2 separate regions of the Mus musculus genome follow, and region 1 is linked to region 2. A link is a contact called in public Hi-C data. All regions are on one chromosome and are shown on one strand. The core of a region is the stretch at or near the end of the contact, and the rest is flanking DNA. Distances in the headings are between cores, read along the strand shown. Region 1 has its middle 290 kb from the start of Gm31326. Region 2 has its middle 18 kb from the start of Gm24638.

Region 1 (7,104 bases), core at 2,228-4,727, 280 kb before region 2:
ACACAAACTCCTCCAGAAGCAGCAATAACAGCATCTCACTGTTGTGTGTGCTGCATTTTATATGAGTAGTCACAATGACTCCTCGAGGCAGGATGGAAAATGGTTTTAGCCCCTCTTTGAGGTCTCAGAGAGAAACGACTACTCTAGAGCAACATGTCAGTAAGTCTGGGGAGAAGCAGGTTTCACCAAGAAACCCAAGGTTTGACTTCTCATCCACAGCCCTCTGCCTATTGTGTGACCTCGTTTATCCTTTAGCCTCTTGGTCTACAAAGAAAAATTATCTGGTGTATAGCCAAGTTATTAATAATCTGCACATGTGTCATCATAGCCAGTTTTAACATCTTAGTGCAATTTCTGGTTGGGGCATTACTATTGATGCCTAATCTAAGTTATTTCTACAGATTTTCATCTTAGTCTCATTTATCCCATCGTCCTTTATTTGCTCTATTTTAGAAAGAGGGCTAGGTTTGATTTTTGAAAGAATAGCATAAAAACTTCTTGGGCTGATTGTAAAATAAGGAGTCTATGAGTCCCTAGATTAGGAAGTGTATTTCTTTATATCAATACAGACACAGTGAGAACAAGTCACATTAGACATGCTTATTGGTGTTACAACCTTGATAGAGACCCAAGGAGACACATCGATGCACTGTCTGCTCATTCAAGTAAGGGCTTTGATGGAGTTTCCTATAATGCTCTAAATAGATTACAGAGATATGGACCTCATGATAATATCATTCCGTGGATTTATAACTGGTTGAGTAAATTTAGAGATGATGATTAATGGTTATACGATCTAGAGGAAGCCCTGTACAATGAAGGATTTTGACCTCAGTCTGATACTCTGTATATGTGTGTTATGTGTGTGTTTTTACGTATGATCATGTTCCTATCAGTATGTTATGTGTGTGTTTGTGAATATGTTCATGTGCGTGCATGTGTTTATGGATTTATGTGCACATGCATGCACATGTATGTATGGTCCATAGATCAATATCAAGTGTCTTCCTCAACCATTCTCTACCTCACTTTTTGAGACAGGGTCTCTCTCTGAACCTGGAGTGTTCCAGCTTGCCGAGCCTGGCTGGCCAGTGAATGCATGGATTCTCCTCTTTTAGCTTCCCCTTGCTGCTATTCCTAGACTCTTAGGTGGGTCCTTGGAACGCAAACCCGGATCATCAGTAATGTGCAGCAAACACTTTATTGACTAAACCATCTCTCTAGCACTTCCAAAGTATTACCTTCTCGGTGCATGGAGCTTACCTGAAAGCTAAGAGGAAAAACTAGAGAGTCAAATGGCAGAATCATTTCCCACAAACAGTCTTGAGTATTGGCTCATCCTGACTGGATAAAGTGGTCTAGTCAGAGGGGTTAAGTGTCACATTGTCAGCAAAGTAGTCACATAGAGCACAAACAAGACAAGGCATGCCTTGATAGGAATTCAGGAGGAAAAGACCCCAGGCTGTGACTAGATGTTAGCTCAGCTTCACTCAGCAGTAAGGAACAGTGACCAAAAAGTTACTTTAGTTACTTTCCAGTGGAAGCCATTTTTTTCTTTTTGTGCATGTGGTGTTAAAGGAAGTACTTGGCCAGTTGTAAAGGAGCATCGGCAAAGGAAGAAAAGGAAGAAGGAGCTGAGACCATCCGTGCTAATTATATTACAGACGATGGCACAGGATGTACATGGTGAGCACTGTCTCTAGATATCTGACCAACGCGAAAGAGGAAACCATATTTAGTCGTATGATAACATGACAAGATGTTAACATTGACTCATTTTGTTCATTTTTATTTAACAATTCCATTCTGCGAGGGTTCCTCTTGATTGGGATTATCTAGGAAAGAAACAGAGAATTTCCCACCCTCCTGGAGACATCCTATCTTCATTCATCTACTGACTCGTTTGGCGAATTTATTGAGAGTCTAGGCATGTTCAGCTCTGAGCTGAGTTCTAAGGCTTGAGTGGCAAGCCAAGCACATATAGTCTCTGCTCTGCTCTTCTACCTAAGAAAGCAAAGTAAACACAGTAGGAAAAGAGTGAGAGTAGGAAACAGAGGTTTGTGACAGAAGATAATGGGATGGATGGAGGAGGGGTTATGGTTAAATAACACACTCATAAAAGAAGGACATAGTAAAGCAAAACCGACAAACTGGGAAGTCAGCCAAGGTACCTCCTAGCTACCTGCCACATTTTCACTTCTTTGTTTCTTTTAAGGACACAATGTACCCAGCACACCCTAGTGAGTCTTTCTAAAGCACACATAGTCCAGGCTTCTTGGGTTCAAGGGTTAGCCAGTGTGACAGTGTTCTATGAAGTGGAAATTTCTGGTTGTGTCATGTGATGTTTGGCTGAAGAAGACTCGTGTGTTTTGATGAAGCATACCTGTGAGCTGACAGGTGGAGCTGATATTTGGAGAGTGTATAAGTAAGACCCAGCAGACAGTGATGGGTGCTTGTATTGCTAGCCGTGCAAAGCTTGGCTGGTCCCATGTCTATGCATATCTTCACTTTGTAGCGAGAGGCACCGCAGAGAACTTCTGGCATTTTGGCTGAGTCTGACCACTTCCTCGGGCTTGTGCCAATTTCATGGAGGCCTGGCTATTTCTCCTGGATCATGCCACTGCCCTGCACTTTTTCACCAGGTTATAGTTAGCTGTTTATTCTACAGTCCAGGACCTCCTGCCAGAGGAGTGGTACCACCCACAGCAGACAAAATCCTGCCATGTTGATCAATAATCAAGATAATCCTTCACAGACATGCCCATGGGCCAGTCTGATCTATACATATCCTCAATCAAGGCTTACCTCACAGATTTCTCTAGGCTTTATCAAGTTGCTAGTTTAAAGTAGTATACCACCTGTCTCCACTCCCTCACCCAGCCCTGGCATTATAGATGCATGATGTTATGCCTGTCTTTTGTGGGAGCGCTGGGGCTCTGAGCTGAGGCACTTCATGGTTTGCACAGCAAGTATTTTACCTACTGAGCCATCTCCTTGGCACCAGGACTGTCTTTCAATGTCTTCTTTGAACTCCATTTTTTCTTGCTTAAATGAAGAGTAAGATGGCTGGGATCATGGCAACTTTCTTGTAACCATGAAAGAAAACCAAAGGCAGCCTTAAGGACTTTATCCCTCTTGTTTTGAGGCAATGATGAAGTAGACCCTTTATAGACTTCTAACCAAATAACCAAAGTACAAACAAGTATATATGGAAGTCACAATTGTTAGGATATTCTATTATTCATAGTCAAATGAAGTCCCTCATTTATTTCCCAGCCAAGCAATGCCCACAGGAAAAAAAATAACATTTGAGGCTGAAGAAATCTTCTGTCTGAACACCTGAAGGCTGCCATAGTTTGGTGTGTTTATGAATAGAATAGCAGGTATGGCAGGAGTGTGGCAGGCAGAGAGGGAAGTGAGGATCAAAGGTTAGAGACATAGGAAGACATGAGCCGACAGACAAAGATTTACAGGTTGGGCCAAAAACTGCGATTTTATTATAAAGGTGAGCAGACAACATTGGATGGCCACCGAATGTTCCATAGCAATGACCTGCTTACCAAGCGATTGAGGAAAGGCGTAGCAGTAGCAGGACCAGAAGCAGGGAGACAAGCTGGAGCCACCACACTTACACTGGAGAGAGAAAACATTGACTCGGACTGAAGTAAAGGCAGCTGTGGAGGGGAAATGGCGCTGAAATGACAGTCAGGGAACAAGTAAGCAAACATAAAGGATAGCAGACACTACATGAAGAATGCAGCCAGCTCTTGTTAATCACGGGAATCAAGCCACTTATTGCCACAGGCCAGGTCAGTGCAATAATATTAGCTGTAGCATCTCACATGTGTGGCTTCAATGTTTTACAGATATTGTCGCATTAATCCCCATAATAGCGCGTAGGGGAGACACTGTTATTATCTTCATCTTACAAATGAGCAAACCAAGTCATAATCAGATTAGATAGCTTGCTCAAGGACAATGCTGTTAGGAAGCTAGTTGGAAGCCAGGGGCTGCCTGGTTCTCTGACTGAAGCCATCGGGGACTCAGAGACCATTCTTGGACTATTTTCTACTCTATAGATGTTTATTATAACACATAGAAATTCTCCCACACCATTGCCATACTTGGGCATATTTACTGAGCCTTTTGTGGGTATCAATCTTTTCACATTTCATTTACTCACTCTACAAATAACTGAAGGACAGGGAGGTCACGTAACTCACGCTGAGTGTCTGACTAACCACTGTACTTCACTGTCTCTTCCAGAGGAGTCTGTTCCTCAGGACAGACTGAAGGAACCTTGGCTACCCTACACAACCTGTCATTTCAATAGAGGGGAGGATCCTAAGAACTCCTGCTTCTTGGACTCAGAACTCTCTGCCAGCTTACACCTTGGGACCAAGTGGTGACAAGCACATTGGAATTGGCAGATTATTTTGGCCAAATGTAAAGTCACTAAATGCTTGGTGCTCAATAGGCACCAAGCCATACAGCAAGATGGATTCAGTTCATGAATCAGTTCTATCTCCCTCTAGGACTCCTCTTTTATACCTCACAGAGCATGTCCTCTTAGAGGCTGACCCTAATAGCCTTGGCTAAAGAAAAGCTCCCTCCCTTTTGTCACTCACAATTCTGTCATCTCACTCCCCTCCGCCCCTGGGTTTAACACTTATCAGTCCCAAACAGTATCAATTATTTATCATTGACGTGTGTGTTGTCTCTCTCTGCCCCTGGGATGTAAGTTCTGTGTCTCTGGTTCCTGGTTGGCTGGCACATAGTAGGCATTCAATGAATATTTAATGAAAGAATCATTAGACACTATTTAACTTGATTTCAGTTTTCACTGGCATCTGGGAAAAAAAACCCTTCCCAGCCCTAAGCACTACATGGGTCTCTCTTCAACTGAAGCATAGGAGTTGGCAGAATCAGGACAGATATCTAACCTGAGAAGATGACAATGGAAAATAGCAGTGAGATTAGTGCAGTGGGCCAGTGCTGGTGACTTTAGAAGGAACCCCTCAAATTGTGGTTGTCTTTCTGTTTCCGTGGGAGAGCGAGTCACAACATGACGGACTGCAGAAGCAACTGAGCTTAAGATTCTTACTACAGCAGAAGACACCAGGAAAGGAACAGTTATGGGAAGGGCCTCAGGATAGGGCAATGAGGAGGACATCAAGTCCAGGGATGAACCAGGTAGCCTCAGACAGTGACATCAGACACATAACGAAGGTGCCGAGTCTTCATTACCCTGCCCGTCTTGTCAGCAGGAGGGCTGGAGGGTCCCCAAGAGCCATGTGTCCAGATGGACCATACCAGGAGAAACGCCATGTGTAGCTAGTTCTTTGGAGGTGCCTGTGACCCAGTGGGTAACAGTTCTATTCCTTTTCTAGAAATTAAAATAAATAAGCAAGAGAAGCAATCTGGAGGCTTCCCGATACAGATGAGGGAACCATCCGTTGCTCAGTTTTGTCTTCCTAGAAAGGGCAGATGCCAAACATGATCTTCCCCTGTTCTGCTGGTACATTATTTTCCCCCTTCTTTGCAGGCTGGCTTTTCTCGGCTGTCTTTTTGAATACCTCGAGCAGAACACCCCTGTCTTGTTAATGACTTCAAAGATACCAGGTCCACTGTGCAGCGAGTGATAAAAATGTACACAGCATGTGTTGGATAAATTAATAAACTCTCTGGAGCCTACGAGTCCTCAGGCCCAGCAGCACCGTAATGAAATGTTATTCTGAAGTGGAGGAGGTGGGAAGGAGAAGGGGAGCAGTATTTAATATATGCAAATTAACTAGTATGCAAATTGTCACTAAGTTAAAAATAACGGACTGCGAGAGGAGCCCATTTTTTAAGCAGCTTGTTTATTCATTAGCCTAATTTCCATTATCAATCCTTCTGTTTTCTTCTTTATTAAGTACTCACATTTGGGGAAGTTTGCTTCCTACAAATTGTGTTTTACTCCAAAAACCCATAACAATGCTTAAAACAATCACCATATATTAGCTTCTCTCTGTCTCCTTGATTTTGCCCTTAGCGAGCATCCTTTCTTTTCTTCCTGTTGCTTACCTCTCCTGGTCTTCCCTATCTCGGTTCTCCGGGACCTTTTGTTTCATTGCTGAAGGCGGCTCCTACACGGCAAGGGGCGAAGTGAGGAGAAGCCGCTTGCCTTAAAAGATCTTATTCTAAGGACCCCTTCTCCCAGGCGCTCACCTGGATAGGGTGGACGTTGCCACGCAAAAAGCAGCCCAGTTTGTTTTGTAGACCACCAGCATCCCCTGGCTAAGTAACAGAACAGCCAGAAAAATGCTCATCCCGATTCGGGTCTGTATATGGCCTCCTCAGCTTGAGACAGACCTTATATACAATGTTAAGACAAATTGGCATCCAAAATCCAACTCTTTTGTCTCAAGGAGCCGAGCCGCCACCTCGCTATGTGCAAGCTCTGGTGCCCCCTCGAGGCCAAGAACGGAACAGACCGTGGAGAGTCCTGGCAGATGCTGAAGTAGGCAGGAGGGTTCACACAAAGCCTTTGGTTGAAGCTTTCAGAAAGCAGGCTCCTTGAAAGAGGGGGCGCCTGTGAGCAGCTGTGGAGGGGGACTTATGGGTTTAGCCTTCCCTAAAGCTGCAAGGCTGAAAGGTTGGTTATTGTTTCAGCTGTTGTCATTTTGCACGTGGTTTTTAATCACATTGTTAATTTGGGCAGTAAAATAGGGTTTTCCAGGTTTTTCTCTGAACGTGCTGCTAGATAGCATCTGTACAGGCTCTGTGCCCCTGGCATGTGCATCTTAGATGTTGAAAGGCACACATTGAGGCTCAGGATTCTCATGCCCTTGGAGTCCTGTGGCCAAGCTACCCTGGGAACCCAAGGCTGGTCACCCCAGGATCCCCACTGCATACCTGAATATGCCAAATGATTTCACAGTGACCACAAATTCCCAGAGCAGATAATTCCAGCTACAGCGGTCACTGGTGTTTATAACCTCCCAAGAGACATACTATGTCAGAGGGGGGAAGCTATGGTTTTCATCTCTTCACTCGGGGTCTGAGCTTTGGTCAGCTCCCCTACCCCCACAGGCACACACACTAAAGTACCCATTACTCAAG
Region 2 (6,352 bases), core at 1,827-4,326:
ATGCTAATAAAAATTTAAATATGATAAATAAATAAACAATCTCCTCCTTAAACAGACTGTGTCTATCAGGAAAGATGAGCAGGCTGGGATCCTTGGGGGTTGGGGTTATGGGCAGAGGTCTCTTGCTATTCCCAGGGAAAGATGAAGAAGAGCTCAGAATAAGCCACAGGGTCATACCGAGAACAGACACCATGTCCAGGCACCCTCTACTGGGGAAGGAGAAGAAAAATAAACAAACACATAGCTTGTGAAAATAGAATTGGATGTCCTCTCTGATCAGAACTGAGTGCTGACCTCCAAAAGGAGGAATCAGAAGGAATCAGCCTTCCAGGGTGGATAACGATAAACAGAAGCAAAGATGTTCCCATTCATTTATGGCATAAAACACAGTTGTGGGATGAGAGAGCCCATTTTGGTATGACAGGAGAAGGCATATAAAGGCTATGTGGAGCCCAGCCCTGACTGACCACATTATAACTCGACAAGAGCTGGAGGAGCACTGCAGCTAACAGTGTGGCCCCTTTAAGAGAGAGAGAGAGAGAGAGAGAGAGAGAGAGAGAGAGAGAGAGAGAGAGAGAGAGAGCGTGCTTTGCTTATTTTTATGAAGGCACCGAACATAACTAGCAGGATTTAAACTTGACTTTCCATACTCATTTGTGTTTACCCATAGCCTGCTCCATTTTTTCCCCAGGTTCTACACTAATGAAACGCTTATTTAGATGCTGGGGCCATCTGTGGCTGGTGCCTGCCGTGGGCACATCCCTTGCTCCTCATCTGCAGTTTGATGACATCTTGGAGCATGGGGAATTTCCCAGAATACCCCAGTCTTGGAGCCTAGTTGTGTGGGGAGTGAGAGTCAGAGAATAGAGGTCAGGCACCAGTGCTCCTCTGCTCCAAGGGGCTGGTCCTACTGCTCTGCCAGGAAATGTTGACAGCTGGCATGCATGTGGGCAGGCTCATCTACCAAGGGACACATTAGCTTGCGCAGGGGACAGAGGCATCAGTCTGGCATCATAGGTGTGGGTTCCACACACTAGTGACTCTGTGACTAGTGGCCCAGGCTGTCACTTCCTCCTGCCCCCACTCAACTTTCTCCATCCATACAGAGAACACCAACCCGTCTGGCTTCATCCACCCTATTTGGCTGCTTGCTCAGGTTTCTGTTCATTGGCCCATGTGATTTTTTAAACATCAGGTGGATTACATTCCTTTCAATTAATAAAGTTGGCACCAGGGCCTGCCTGTCACTATGGGTCCTTGTACACTCTCCTGATAAGTGTTCCCTTGCCCCCAGCATTGGCAGCCATGAGTCCCAAGACTTGTGTCTGTCCACAGCAATGACAGGCGAGAACAGCTGGCAGAGCACTTGTAGCCTTGCCCTTGGATGAGCCCTGTGGATGGCAAGCTCCCCACTCATGCTGTCCTTGCAGCAGCCTGACCCTCTGGGACCTCTACCCGAGCCACGCTTGACAAACAAGATGTTGCCGTTTCTGGCTATTTTTCTCTCCTCCCAGGTCCAGACTCGCTCTATGACAAAAATAAAATATCAAGTCCTTAACCACGCTTCAGTCACTGGACTCTGGTCTTTCTAAATGCCGTTCCTCGAGATTGTTTGATATGGGCTTTCTCTGTCGGTCATTCAACCTTCTTCATGGCTCAATGAGGGCCAGAATTCACCTGTGTTGTGCCTGGTGTTTTCCCATACCTGGCAAAGATAACTGTTTGTGGAGCAGACAAATTGCTTGCATAAGAGGAGACAGTCAAGCAAACAAACAAACAATAAAGCACAACATGAACAGTTGTTTTTATTTTCTAAGGCAAATATAAAGTTCTTTGGGAGGGTACCAAATGTCCAAGGGCAAGGCCCTGTGAAAATAGGACTGAGGTCTGGGAAGAAACAGCTCAACCACAGATCTTTAGGGCCACAGGACTAGCTACAATGTTCCTGTGTAGGTAGCAATGCTAAACACCAGCTGGAGGGCCAATGACTTGACTCCAGAGATAAGGATGCATGCTGTCAAGATCAGTATCAGCACTCGTACTGCATATAGGAAGGGGAGGAAGAAGAGGAGGAGGAAGCAGGAGAGAAGGAGGAGGAAGAGAAAGAGGAGGAAGAGGAAGAGGGGGAAGAGAAAGAGGAGGAATAGGAAGAGGAGGAAGAGGAAAAGGAAGGAGAGAAGGAGGGAGAGGAGGAAGAGGAGGGAGAGGAAGGAGAGAAGAGGAGGAAGAGGAGAAAGAGGAAGAGGGGAACATAAATCAAAAGGAATGAGAAAGTAAACTGGAGAAAACATTTTTTAAAAGAACAAAGAAATGGGAAAGAGGCATGGCACGGCTTGGCTTTCCAAATGTGACAGGCTGTAGAGTTGTCCAGGGTCACGCCTGGAGAGGCTCTCCTGAGAGGTGCTGGAGAGGGGGAAGGCCTCTGTCCCAGCTTCTAGTTATCACCCTCCTTCAGGCTTCCTTCAAAAGCACCCTGCTACCACAAACCTAAAATACCACTTCTCTATGAGGTGGGCTTGATGGTCAAAAGCTTCTTTGGAGTCCTCTCCACCCGGAAACAGGATCTCAAGTGATGCTGTTGGTCTTGTCCGACTCTGAGGAAGGGCATGGAAGGATTCGGAGGCCCAACAATTTACTGGCTGGTCTTCTGATTCAAGGGATTCTGCACTTCAAATTGCTTCAGTCCAAACTCTTTATGATTTTTCTGGGCTACTGGGAGGAGAGCGTATTGATTCTGTGTTTTGATAAGGTCAGCAATGATCAACTCTGACAGTCGGGTGGATGGTCTGTCCCCTTCCCCCTCCACTGGATATGGCTGCACATGCAGAAAAGGAGAGAGGGAAACAAAGGCGGTGGGGGGAGGAGTAGGCAATACCTTTTGTCTCCATGGTTCTGAAAACCTCTTTAAGCCCCATCAGCAAAAGTGGGCTCATCTGGGACTGCAGCCGAGGAGAAGCGTAAGGGCACACTTGATCTTTTCCGCGTGCGGGTTTCATTTCCCTTTCCCCTTGTGTGTTCCTGCCCTGCAGCTTACTCTCCTGATGGTGACTCATTTTCCTCCAAAGAACCAATTAAGTTCTTCGTAACATCAGCAGACTCGCGATGACACTGATTAACGTTCAGAACCTGTAGGACTGTCGAGATGGGGATGACGAGGAAAGCACAGAGAAGGCCCCTCTGAGGCTTCCCGCAGTTGATTTGAGCTTGATGAGAAAAGTGCTCAGATTTTTCTCGCTTAGCTATAGCCCAGGAGGGGATGCTGCCTGGAGCTGCCTCCCCAGAAAGAGACTGCCTCTCCCCGAGAATGCCAGGCAGTTTCCCAAAGCTGTTCTATCAGTCATGGGCTCACTCCCTGGAGGCTGTCAGGATTTGGATAGGAAGAGTCATCCCAGCCCTCAAGAGACTGGCCTGTTGACGATTTGATCCCCAGCTAGCGGTACTATTGGATGAAGAAGGCACTGACGTCATCATCGGGTTGAGCACTGACAAGTTTATGTTGAATGGGCTCTTGGGAGATGGGGCCCTATTAGAAGTAAGTCAGCGAGCATGCCTTTGAAGAATATGTTGTATGCCTGCCTTCAGCACAGAGCTTGAAAGATCACTGCGCTGAACTGCATCAAGCAGGAAGAGGAAGCATACCAAGGGTGTCCTTGGGACCCCTTCCTCTGATGCGCTCTTCCACATTTCTGCTCTAACACCGGCTTGAAAGCAATGGCGCATGGGCATTCCTTTTACCTTATTTATGTTGGATACTTTGTAACAGCAAAGAGAGGCTGATTAACACAGAGACCTCCCAGAAGATAGATAAATGTTGCCAAGTTTCTCTAGAAAGAAAACCTAGAACTTCCATCACATTCACCTTATGACTCGTACATAACCTAAGGGGAGTTATGAGTGTTCCACACAATCTTTTCAAAAGCCCCTTGGGGAAAATCAGTTTTCGGCAATGAATCCTCACTGAGTCTATTAACCTCATTATAGGGCAGGCCTGGTGCCAACACAATAAACTCAATGGTAATCTTGTAAATGTTTTGTTTCGTTTTGTTTTGTTTTGGCATTTTTGCCTTACTGGTCTTTTGATTGTTTTGGTTTTCATTTTTTGTGGTTTGTGGGGGTTTTATTGTTTCTTGGTTGTGTGTGTGTGTGTGTGTGTGTGTGTGTGTGTGTGTGTGTGTGTGTGTCTGTGTGTCTGTGTGTCTGTGTGTCTGTGTGTGTGTCTGTGTCTGTGTGTGTGTGTGTGTCTGTGTGTGTCTGTGTGTGTGTGTCTGTGTGTGTGTGTCTGTGTGTGTGTCTGTGTGTGTGCCTGTGTCTGTGTGTGTGTCTGTGTGTGTGTCTGTGTCTGTGTCTGTGTGTGTCTGTGTGTGTCTGTGTGTGTGTCTGTGTGTGTGTGTCTGTGTCTGTGTGTGTGTCTGTGTGTGTCTGTGTGTATGTGTGTGTGTCTGTGTGTATGTGTGTGTGTGTGTCTGTGTGTGTGTGTGTGTGTGTGTCTGTGTCTGTGTGTGTGTCTGTGTGTGTCTGTGTGTATGTGTGTGTGTGTGTGTGTGTCTGTGTCTGTGTGTGTGTGTGTCTGTGTGTGTCTGTGTGTGTGTGTGTGTGTGTGTCTGTGTGTGTGTGTCTGTGTGTGTGTGTGGTGCGCACGCCTGCATGAGTGTATGTGTTGCGTTGTTTCTCCTGAATTTGTTTTTGTTTTTGTTTTGTTTTGTTTTGAGAAAATGATTATAAAATTAAGTAGATAAGGAGGTGGGGAGAGTCTGGGAGAAATTGGGGCAGGAGGAAAAACATAACCAAAATACATTGTATGAAAAAAAAATTGAAGCCCCTTGCAATTCCTCAAGGATCCCAAATCACCTCCCATCTGGCAATTCCACTGAAGGTAACCTGAGACCCCAAGGCCTAGGAAAAAGACTAACGTCTTAAACAAATATATGTGACTTAGCCTAATGTTCCAGTGATCTGAAAACCTAGAAGACACCAAGCTGCCTGCCTAGCTATTTAATGGGCCTGCTAACCGATGAAAAGGGACATTAGTACCCACATCACAAGAAGCAAGTGTCCCTGTGTGGATGTCAGTTAGACACCAGCTGTATAACTCTGCTCAGATCCAAGTGTCATTGGATCTGAACCAGCCACAATGTATTCAAAGCCAATGACGGGCTTAGTTGAAAGGGCTCAAATCACACCATTAACCACAACAGATATCAAAGCTACCTCTGAGTGGAAGCCTAACTGCAGTGAAGAGTACTTCAGGCACAGAGTCTCATGGAACACACAGTCCTTCAGAGGACCTACATCTCCATCATTACAGATGAGTTTGATTTACACACCAGTAGAAAGGCAGCATAACTAAGGGCTCTCACAGACTAGTGAATCGGGTTTGATGAGCCCTCATTTACAAATGGTAGGAAAATCTCTGGCCTCCCTCTTTTAATGGTTTTCTTCTCTGAAAGATTGGTCTTATCGCCTTGAGTACTTGGATATCCTCCTCGTTGGCATGGATGGATAGATAGATAGATAGATAGATAGATAGATAGATAGATAGATAGATATAGATTCATTCTGCTCATCATGGTAATTCTGACAATATTGTTCTGATGCTTGTCAATGGTACTCATACTACCTTCTCTGACTCTGTGGTCATCCTGGCCCCTCTCCTCCTCCTAGCCTCCTAGAGCTTAGTCCCCTCAACCTCCAAACTATATCATAGAGTTGCCTGTACCACACACACAAAAAAAAAGCCACCATCTATTATAAAGAGTCCAGGCAAAATAGCGCTGCTTGAGCCCACTTGCCAACATTGCCAAACCTCAGCCCTTCTGAGTGGGAACCACCGAGATCTCCTCATTGTTCTGGCTGAAGCCTAATGTGGAGAAACCCAGGCTTTGAGAATTGGAAGCCTGCCCTTAACATCAGAGACTAGAACAGATCAAATGATCTGAGACTGAATCAAGGGACTGGAAAGCTAAAACCTTAACCTCAATTTCAGGATCACTTGGCCTGTCTGTCTGTCGGTCAGTCTATCTGTCCATTTGAATAACCTTGACTTATTATCAAAGTCCCTGATTAAAAAAATAAATAAATAAAAAATAAAACAGGAAAACTGGAACTGCAAAGAAGTCTTTATCTATGATATATTCACTTGAACTTCCTGACTGCTGGCTATTCCAGGAAGGCTATAACTTAGCCCTACATAATACCTCAGGCCTGACAAGCTCTCAGTGGATATGGGAAGGGGAGGGGGAGAGAAAGGAAGGGAAGGGAGAGAGAATGAGAGGGGAGGGGAGGGAAGGAAAGAGAAAGGGAGAGAAGGAAAGGAGGGGGGCATGGCTCTTTCACAATGTATTCCAAGCTGTTC

The links. Hi-C and Micro-C count contacts between places; a contact is called where the count stands out from the background.
Region 1: a Hi-C map of the N1E-115 cell line shows a contact between it and region 2, with 1.7 times the contacts expected there. The contact joins two enhancer-like sites. A contact is called at or near these places in 1 of 39 promoter capture datasets (hippocampal neurons) and 4 of 484 Hi-C or Micro-C datasets (the HL-1 cell line, the N1E-115 cell line, cerebellum and 1 more).

Annotation. Positions count from the first base shown.
Region 1 is chr9:101,689,709-101,696,812 of GRCm38.p6, reverse strand. No RefSeq gene overlaps it. Among named protein-coding and RNA genes, the nearest start is that of Gm31326, 290 kb to the left of the region's middle. Within about 2 kb of position 3,477, at least 2 of the 459 cell types and tissues checked have an H3K27ac peak or open chromatin away from gene starts, as enhancers often do. A contact at or near this core is called in the N1E-115 cell line, where this site is marked.
Region 2 is chr9:101,408,160-101,414,511 of GRCm38.p6, reverse strand. No RefSeq gene overlaps it. Among named protein-coding and RNA genes, the nearest start is that of Gm24638, 18 kb to the right of the region's middle. Within about 2 kb of position 3,076, at least 11 of the 459 cell types and tissues checked have an H3K27ac peak or open chromatin away from gene starts, as enhancers often do. A contact at or near this core is called in the N1E-115 cell line, where this site is marked.